Regions from separate parts of the Oryzias latipes genome. Here region 1 is linked to region 2. A link is a contact called in public Hi-C data. All regions are on one chromosome and are shown on one strand. Each heading gives the region's core, a stretch centred on a gene start, on an enhancer-like site or on the middle of the called end of the contact. The rest is flanking DNA. Distances are from core to core; before and after follow the strand shown.

What was found. Hi-C and Micro-C count contacts between places; a contact is called where the count stands out from the background.
Region 1: a contact with region 2 is called in a Hi-C map of embryo, with 3 times the contacts expected there. The contact joins the promoter of dhx58 here to the promoter of dnajc7 in region 2. A contact is called at or near these places in 5 of 5 Hi-C or Micro-C datasets (embryo, fibroblasts and gastrula embryo).

Annotation. Positions count from the first base shown.
Region 1 is chr8:6,144,448-6,149,373 of ASM223467v1, forward strand. It overlaps dhx58 (probable ATP-dependent RNA helicase DHX58), which reads right to left and starts at 3,241. Exons shown (of 11, transcript XM_020705140.1): 1 at 3,065-3,241; 2 at 2,777-2,981; 3 at 2,511-2,701; 4 at 2,329-2,442; 5 at 2,123-2,255; 6 at 1,857-2,042; 7 at 1,146-1,396; 8 at 730-1,041; 9 at 471-661; 10 at 294-393. The coding sequence starts at 3,241. kat2a (histone acetyltransferase KAT2A) reads right to left here. Exons shown (of 18, transcript XM_023957428.1): 18 at 4,493-4,926.
Region 2 is chr8:5,994,547-5,999,610 of ASM223467v1, forward strand. dnajc7 (dnaJ homolog subfamily C member 7) reads right to left here and starts at 1,586. Exons shown (of 14, transcript XM_004071287.4): 1 at 1,468-1,586; 2 at 698-786; 3 at 477-601. The coding sequence starts at 1,541. It overlaps nkiras2 (NF-kappa-B inhibitor-interacting Ras-like protein 2), which reads left to right and starts at 1,577. Exons shown (of 4, transcript XM_004071289.3): 1 at 1,577-1,687; 2 at 2,466-2,580; 3 at 2,848-3,089; 4 at 3,166-4,204. The coding sequence starts at 2,487. The coding sequence ends at 3,408.

The DNA.
Region 1 (4,926 bases), core at 1,991-4,490, 150 kb after region 2:
ATGTGAAACTCTATATGTGCCACTCTATATGAAACGGTCCTTCTAACAAGCTCACTTCTGATTGAGCAGTTGCCATGGAAACGTTGACTCAGACCGACTCGAACCAATCACTGCTTACTAACATCATCTGGCTCCAACATGGTGGCATCCATATTGTGAAAAATGGCGACTGAATTGACTTCATTTTGTTGGGAGTAAGCCGTTTTCTCTGGGAAACCTCAAACTCACTCCAGTTCTCTTCCACAGACGATGCGTTAAGCGCGGCAGAGTACCAGGATGTGTGGGAGTGTCACCTTGTTGCAGTTTCCATTGTTACAGCTGATTCTGCAGCCAGGCTCCCAGTCCTCGAAGCTTCTCGGTAGCACCACCTGACCACCAACTTTGAAGTGGTTCCTGAGAACAAACAGTGTCATTAGAGAAGACAATCATTCATTCATTTTAACCAAATTTAAAAAAATAAAAAAACTCACTTGAAGTCTGGATTAATGTTGACAAAGTGAGCTTTTTCCAGGAGTCTAATGTCGCTGCCGGAAGCCACGGGCTGAAAACAGTTGCGACACAACAAGCGGATGCTGGAAGCCTGAAAGCGAGCTCTCTTCTCCATCTTTTTGGTCTCCAAAATCTTGTTGATGATGACAGCCTCATTTTGAAGACTAGATATCTAGGTTTTAAAAAGTAAAGCTGAGCCACGTTGGCAGTTGCAACAAAGGCTTAAAATGCGTTTCTTACCTTTCTGCGAAAATCTTGCTGAGTCATCCTCTGCACCGCAGCGATGGCTTTGGCAGTCAGCACCTCCAGATCTTCGTTGATGCGCTCCCGCCGGACCTCCTTTCCGTCTGCACGAGCAACCACGGAGTACTGGCTGTCTACCGCTCTGGCCCGTCCGCTCGCCTGCTGTTGGGCGATCTCATTTGTGAGCAGTCCGTAGCGCACCACCAGGTTGCACTCTGGGATGTCCAGGCCTTCTTCAGCCACGCTGGTTGAGATCAAGAGGTTGAGGTCACCCTGGCGAAACCTGCGAATTGTTTCTGCCTGTTCGTTCTGCCATAAAGACATGAAATGAAAACCATTTTTAGCTTAAAACAAACACATCATTGAGGAATTGTTGTCATTTGAATATTCAAAGTTGATGCCTGGTGACACACCTGTGTCATGTAAGTGATGCCGTTTCCAGCACCAGTGAGGATGGCTGCTTTAACGCCTGCTGTCTGCAAGGCCCTGCTTTTGAGGACCCAGTCAAACAGGCAGCGGGTGCTTTGGCGGGTTTTAGAAAAGAGGATCCCTCTTGATTTGACACTAGGACCAAACTGTTGCAGCAGGACGCTCTCCAGCTTGGCCATATTTGGGTTCTCAAAATGAGAATCAGCTGCAAGTTTCCTCAACTCCACTTGATTTTCTGCAGGAAAAAGCAGATTCTTTTTTATGCTTCCTTGGACAAAGGAGGGAGATTTTTGACCCTAGAGCACTATCGCCGGGTGATTTTCACCTGAGCAAAACTCTTTACATGAATTTCAATATGTTGCGTGTCAAGGAGTCTGTACCAGGGAATGGGTGGACCAAAGTTTCCAGTATAATTTTAGTATTTTTGTTCTCAAATTCCTAATTTTTCTGTAATTTTTGAGCATGTTTTTAGGAACTTCCTGTTTTTCTTTTTCATTTTGTTACACTCAGTTGAAAATAAAAGAAAATGTATCATGTGCTGTCATGTTTTGATCTATTTTTTTATGACAAGTACTTTTTGTTGGGTATACTATATCGGGTAAAAATTACCTGGCAAAAGTGACAGCGTAACATTTTATAGCAAAAGTGTTCTGGGGTAAAGCTAAAACATGAGGTAAAGGATTAGGACCTCCCACCTTCAAAAAGGCCCAACAAGAAGAAGTCTGTTCCATCCATGGCAGTGGTGGTCTTTGAGTCATAGAACTCCTCCAGGGAGCGATATGCATCCATCATTCTCAGAGTGTCATTGATGAGCAGGGCGTCATTGTACTGTCTGAGGTGGAGCGCACACTGGGCCACCAATCTGTTGTTCTCTCGAACTCCTGCTCCAAAACAAACCCAAACGATGACGGTCTGAAGACGCAAAATGTTCATGGACATGCTTTACAAGCAACAGTCCTACCTCGCTGCTCCAAAATCACCACATCTGCTTCATACTCCTGTGTTCCACACTGTCTGAGCCTGGCGTCACGAGGAAGGTTCATGAAGTCGTGGATCTGCAGCATCATCCACTTTAGATGATCTCCAAGTGGATCCTGACAGAAACCCGGCATAACTATGTAGATTGGATTCTATTACTGCTTTGAGAAGTTGGAAAAACAGACTTACAGCGTGTCTTTTCTCCACAATGTCAAAGGTCTTGACGGGTCTGGGCACCTTCTTCATCAGTTCCGGCTCATAGTTTTTGGTCGACACTATAGCTGAGTCCAAGTTGGCGCAGATCTGAAGAAAAGGCGGCAACGATGAGCAGACAAAGCGGTACGTTTGATTGGTGATGTTATAAAACTGACCTCCAGCACATGCTCCACAGCATCCTCCAGGATCCTCGCTCCTCCGGTTCCCGGCGATGCGGTCAGACCCAGAATCTGTGGCAGCTGCCGTTCTCCTTTTAACTTTTTTTCCATGTAGCATCGCATCACTTTGTTGTAAACCGCCTCCTTGTGAGTGTGGTGGCACTCATCGATGATCAGAAGAGTAATATCTGCACAAAACCATAGTGGTGTTGTCCTTAATGGAGACCTACCAGTTATAAGGGATTATGATTGTAACCACTGACCGGAAAGCTCCACATGTTTAGCTTCCTCTTTGTCGATCAGAGCGTTATACAGAATCTGTGCTGTGCAGATGATCACATCGTTCCTCTGCACCACTTTCCCGAAGAAATCTTTCTCCTCACTCACTCCGCTGACCTTTATGAGGTTATAAAGGCTGCCCAGGTGAGGCTTGAACTCTTTGCTGTAATGCTGGTCAACTAGGTGCACCTAAAGAAGAACGCATCAAACCTTTGTAGTCCATAGCTTTATATCATTTAATAATAATGTCAGTAGAAAAGGTTTCAGCTTACCATGTTGACTAAGACGACCACTTTAGCATTTGCCGTGGTCTCCAGGTGCCGTTTGGCCACATACACAGCTGCTCGGGTCTTCCCACCACCAGTTGGCAGCCAAATGATGATGTTTTCTCCCTTCAGAGCCCTTTCTACCACCTCCTCCTGGTATTTGTACAGTTCAAAATCTGCCATCGTGCTCTGTGATGCAATGCCAAAGTCTCAAACTGTGCAGGACAGCAATTTATACTCAATCAAGGGAACTAGATCCAATAAGACCAAACGCTCACCTCCTTTAGTGTGTGCCAGACGTGAGAAAAGGCTTTTAGAGTCAGCAGGACGCCTGCAGCTTCACCTCTCCTTCTACGGCTGCTTAGATCTGCTGTTGGGGTTTTAAAGTCTGCTGTGTGACGTTTAAACTGGAAAACGAAAGCAAAAGTCAGCTGATCAGAGAAACGTAGCCCTGCTGAGGGGGCGTGTGACAAACAACACTTGGCATCCTTTCGGAATTGACATCAAAAAACGGAGTAACACTGTGCAAAAGAGGAACTTTCATACTCACTTTTGTCTGATATCACAAACCTGAATCCTGCTCATCAATGGAATCTCTGGTAGTTGTTTGCAGGGTGTGTTTTAAGCCACATAGACATCCTGGGTGTTTTGAATCTGCCCTCGCAGAGCCACCTTTTGTGACACGCCAGGAAAGCAAAACTCACAGCTTGTTTGAGCTGGACTGACTGAGTTCATCCTCTCTTTTCTTTTAGGTTTCATTTACTCATCTGCTTCCGGGAACAACACAACAACAAAAAGTACCTAAATCAACACAAAAAGCCACCAAAACCACATTTGAAAGAACTCACAGTGCAAAAGAATGTAAAAGAAAATGTTACTTTTTCAAAAACTGTATCAAATTCATTTTGGCATGTTAGTGGTTGAAAATAACATTTAAAACACATGAAAAAAGTGAAAAAAAAGAAAGATGAAGCAGTTATCAAGTGATGCACAGGATAATAGGCTGGAACCAACCCTCTTTGTGGTTTTAGGTGCGGTTCTGCAGATTTACAATAAAAGCTTAGTGCATTATGCATGAAGACTGTTTCCTAGGGGAGGAAATGAAAAACAAGCTTCACTCAGACACCAACTAACCTCATTTAAATCTGAATTGCTGTAAAAGCGTAATTGGTAGCTGCAGCACTGGCAGATTGGTCAGTTCAGACTTCTGTTATTCTTTAATGAAATAAAAACGACTATTAAGATATAGTTACACTTAACAGTGTAAAATCAGTTTGAGGGAAATTAAAACTGTAACCATATTAACATCAGAATACCTCTAAATTACTCATTTGGTGGAATAAACTAAAGGTTTTATGCATGCAAATGATATTTACATAAGTTTATTAACTGATAAAAATCTTTTTTCAGACACACAAAAATAAATACACAAGAAAGGATCAACTGTGCTGACTTTATTTGGTTTAGACAAGACTTCTGCAGCTGGAACACGCCTGGGGACTCCGAGTGACTCACGTTTATACATGTGTTTGTTGTCGATAATTATTCCCTTACCTGAGAGGTTGGAAACTAACAGATACAAAAAAAAATTAAAGCCAAATTAAAAAATGATATTACAGTAAATGTCATCAAGGTCTACAAAGCAGGAGCACAATACTAGAAAGAACCCTGAATGAAGCAACACATTTCATGAATTTGTCAATGTTTGTCATTGTTCGAGTACAAAACTGACTTGTGCACAAATATTAAGAATAAATAATTAATTAAAACAAAATTTAAAAAAACATTTGACAATAATTCCCTCGAAAGAAGTGGGAAATCTCAGGAAGCACGTCAACAAGAGAACACCTCGTGGGTAAGAATTAATT
Region 2 (5,064 bases), core at 336-2,835:
TTTTCAGTGCACTCAGTTTTGGAATTGTAGATTCGAAGAGCTCTACGAAACGGCAAACGCACTATACAGCCCACTAAGTAGTGCATGAATTTAGGCACATCCCCTGTACTGAAGCAACGTCTGCAAGCGTCATGCCTGGGAGATGTATAACACAAAAGCAGCACATTCCTGAAGTGTTTCCCTTTGAGTTAATAACATATGCATTTCAGTGTTTTATCGTCTTACTTACTCTGCCAATTCTATGTTAAAGCTACATGACAGGTTGACGTGTGCGAGTTTAACTTCTTGAAGCTCCTTATTAGTGTTTTTGTTAATTATTCTCTGTGCAAACACTGAGTTTTTTTAAAAGTTTTCTGTGTTTTGTTTCTTTCTTCTGACAGCATTTTTGGGAAAAGAGACACATTGAAAACCTTTGTGTCTGCTAAATCCAAGGACCATTTAGGACTTTCGTCAAACTCAGGGGGAGCGACACCCACCTTGACAAAGTTGCCGTCTAGCCGCACCGCTTGCTGAGCGTCCTCTAAAGCCTCTCTGTACCGACACAGCATCATTAGTGTTGCCGCCCGGTTTCCATAGTAACTTGGATTTCTTGGACACATATCTGAACATGAAAATAAATGTCATCAACATTTTTGATTTTCCAATTAATAGAGTGAGATTTTATGAGATCCAGAGAGTTAAAAAAAACTTTACTTACCAATAGCCTTGGTGTAATAGTTGAAAGCCTCAGCATAATCCTTTTTCACATAAAAAGCATTGCCTTGCTCTTTGAAGCCCTCCGCTTCTCTGGGTGGAGGTGGACAGAAAACACAAAACAGTCATGACAACGTGGGGACAGCAAAGGGCAAAGTATTTGAGTTTGATTTGCAACTTCCCTGGTTCTAAATGATCATGTGTATTTAAATAAAAAGCAAGCACAGAAAGTGTGTTCAAGCACTTAGGAGGGTTATGAAGAAGAGAAAGCTACACTTGGAAACAGCCTAAACAACATGGCAAAACACGTTGCTATTTTGTAAAGCAGGCGGAGGAGCAGAGCCAGGAACATATGACACCATGCAATGTGCTTCAGCCATTACTTTTTTTGGAAGGCGTCCATACTTCAACCGATGACAGCGAATGAATGGCATCATATGGCATTAAAAAAATAGTAAAAAGATGACAGTCACGAAACGACGTAAGAAAAAAACGTTCGAGGAGGTCTAACCACCACCACGGTAAATATAATTTTACAGCTGTAGCGGTGGATTTGCAAAAAACAAAAAAACAAAAACAAAACAGACAGGAGCTGGCCAAGCGCAGTGCAACCGGGCTTTCCAAATTTAGCTAAACAGGAGGAGCACTTAGCGCGTGCTACCTTTAGCTTTCAAAGTACGACAAGCTAATTAACATGACGTGGACATTGTTTTACACAAAACAGCAAAACATTTCTGTTGTGACCACTGACAAGAAACCTTCAAGAACCCACACCTTTCCAGTTCCTCGTCGCTAAGCAGTTCCATGTCAGGCTCCGTGTTCACAGCATCACAGTTTTCCGTCGCCATTTTGCCGTGACTGAGGGTGGGCGGGGCCTCGGACTGCAGTTCTTACGTAGGGTGTAAACAGGAAGTAACCGTCGAGGGAAGGGAACCTGTTTTTGCTGTTAATGATATTGTAAAAACGGAGGCTTTTTATAATTGGCGAACGTGCGGTAATGTTTCGTTTATACATATTTTTTTCTTTTAACGCCCAGGACCAATCAATAGATAAGAATAAAGCAGTGTTGTCCTGTATTTATTCAGAGGCTAATGCTAAGCTAATTGTTCTTGAACGAAACCACACAGACAGACATGTTAGCATTGTTTCTTGTTACCATTGATTTAATCCTACGTCTTTTTTGTCATCATACTGTCTTAATGTTACCTTTTTGAATAGTTTGGTGTCTCTTTTCGTGTTTATGTGCCATATTTTATGTTTCATAGTACGGCTTAACATCGGTTTGGTCCAGACTCTGTTGATGATTTCTTGCTCGTCTTGTTGTATGTTCTTTATGCAACAGCATAAATACTGGGGGTTTGACGATTCGTTTACATTCGATGTGTGGTTCATAGTCGATATTGGTTAATTTTGAACGATCCGATTCCCTGACGTAATCGATCCAGGACATCTTTAGCCAAAACCTCAACCAGTGTGCCTCAAAGAGAAATACCTGGGTACTGATCAGTGTAGGTGAAGTTTTCCAGATCCCTTGTATTTCTTGCAAGATTAAGTGTAAATTAAATATATGTACAAACAAACAATTAAACAAGAATTAATGGCAAATCCATTCACATTTTAGCTTCATAAAGTTTAGACCACTGTTGTTTTCCCACATTTAAATAATCTAAATAAACATTATTAGAACATTTTAGGTATTTTTTATTTTAGGCAAAGGCTAAAACTCAGCATTGAAAGTCTTTGGGACATTTATAATGGGCTTGTGTTTTCAGACAGGAGCGTGAAGACTTGTCATGGGGAAAAGCTGTAAAGTTGTGGTGTGTGGTCAAGCTGCAGTTGGAAAAACTGCCATACTAGAACAGCTGTTGTATGCCAACCATGTTGCAGGTACCTCAAAATGTTTGTTTGTTTATTTGCTTAAACATCTTACCCTTTAGTAATATCTAAGCATATCACAAATATGAAGCAAAGTCCAAACTATAATTGGGCTTTTTTTGTTTGTTTGTTGTTTTTCAAAGAAGTAAAGCAAAGTGCAGATGTGTCGATTCTGTACAGAATGGTCAAATTTTTTTTTTTTTGTGATTAGACATTTAAAATATTCAGGAATTGATCTTTCCTGCATATTTTTTTGGCCATTTTTATCTATTTGATCAGGTTCGGAGCCAATGGAGACCCTGGAGGACATCTATATTGGCTCCATAGAAACAGACCGTGGCACCAAAGAGCAGGTGCGCTTTTATGACACTCGTGGACTCCGCGAGGGGCTGGAATTTCCCCGGCATTACTTCACTTTTGCCGACGGATTCGTGCTCGTCTACAGCATTGACAGCAAAGAGTCGTTTAAGCGAATGGAGGCGCTTAAGAAGGATATTGATCGTCAAAGAGACAAGAAGGAGGTGAGAGCATAAACAGGTTTGTCGCGGTGAGGTGATATTGTCGGTGTGAATTTAATGCGGTTATATTGACCCACAGGTGACAATCGTTGTGCTGGGAAATAAACTGGACAAGCCAGACGAGAGGAGAGTTGACCCCACCTATGCCCAGAATTGGGCGAGAAATGAGAAGGTCCGTCTGTTTGAAGTGTCGGTGGTAGACCGTCGCACACTCATCGAACCCTTTGTTTATCTGGCCAGCAAAATGACTCAACCACAGAGCAAGTCCACATTCCCTCTCAGTCGCAATAAGAACAAAGGTGGGGGTTCGACTGACAGTTAAAATGATCCTCAAAGGTGAGGAGGGGGTGTGTGTGAAAGGGAAAGCAGGTTTTTTAGGTTCTGGAAGGGAGAAAAAGACCGAAATACTGCTGTGATATTTATAACCAGTGAGTGCTGTCATATTTGATTGATCACTATATTTGCTGTCAAAGTGAAAAACAATGAAGAAAAAAAAATCTGTTGGTGTAATTTAAGTTTCTGAGAATCATGGTCAAACTATTTCACTTGGAGCTTTGCTTGAATCATAGATTTAGGCCTAAATGTTCTTTATTTTCTTACAATATATCTTTTGATTTAGTCTTGGGGAGCTCATCAACTTATCATGCTTAAAGCCAATTTCTGAGCTGTATTTGTGCACAATTGCTTGAGGTGTGTGCACATTCACACTACATGATCCCCAGGACTGAAGGAAGAATGGCAGCCGGATGGCAGCGGGGCGTGTGGGTCAAGACGTAAAGAAACGTTCCTAGTTATGTAGGTGGAGTTTCGTTACACTCTCCATGTTCCTTGCTGAAATTTATTGCCGGATGCTGATGAGTGATGACTGACATTCCTTACTGTAAAAAGCTTTCTGTACAGAATGTATTTTTCTTTTTAAAAGCTGAATGTTGCTGCAGACTCTGTTGTTTTGGTTGTTCCCTGTAAAACACACAAAGAATAAGACAACATTTTGATCCATGTGACTGTTTATCTGCGTCAAACTACGTGTATCAGGTAAAACCAAGCTCTATATTTCGTCCAATCACTGAAGATTTTTATCAGGTTGCATAAATAAATCAGATCTGGTAAAGAAATGATGCATTTTTATGTTGGAGTGTTTTCTTTTAAATATTTTGTGACAAGTTATATTGCTTGTTATATATTGATCAGTCGAAATGTTTGCACGCTTTGTAAACAAATGAAATATTTGACTGTGGCTGACAAAAAATCAGTTTGGGCTGTAACTGATCACATTTTTATTGATTACCCAAATGCAGATGTGTGACCTGATCGCAAGTGGGTCAGGGGCCTGGGGTCGTCTGCCCGTGGCAGGTGTTTCGCCCGTGGCCGGTTGTTGGCGCGTGGCCTGGCCCCCCGGGGGTCGACGCCGCAGTCACAGCAGGGGTTAATGGGTTCACTTGGGTGGGTTTATTTAATTATTATTATTATTATTATTATTATATTAATTATTTTATTATTATTATTAATATTTTATTATTTATTTATTTTTTGGGGGGGGCCTGGGGGGGCAGTGTGCTAGTCCTTAGGGGGGCCAGGGTATGAATGGTGGGGCTGGACCCCCTGCCCCCCCGTTCTGGCGCCGGGACCCTTCCTCGCTGGCTGTCTCTCGGCGCCGCGAGGCTCTGGCCTCCAACTGCGGCTGGCTTGCCGTTTCTGGCTGCCCGGCCGCTCTGGGAGGGGGGGCGCCTACCGCGGCCGGCTGGGGGGCCGGTCGCTCGGGGGAGCCTTCTCCCCCGGTTGTGCCCATCCGCCCGCTCCTCCCCGCTCTCACCCAAACAAATATTGCACATAGGGCTCCGGGAACTGGATGGGAGGGGTATGCTGGCGGGGCTCACTGGGGATGCCCCTCTCTGGGTTCTAGTTGGCACCCGCCCTCCTCCCCGCTTTTTACTTGCATATTAGACACTCTGATTCATCTAGGGCCTTGTGGAGAGGG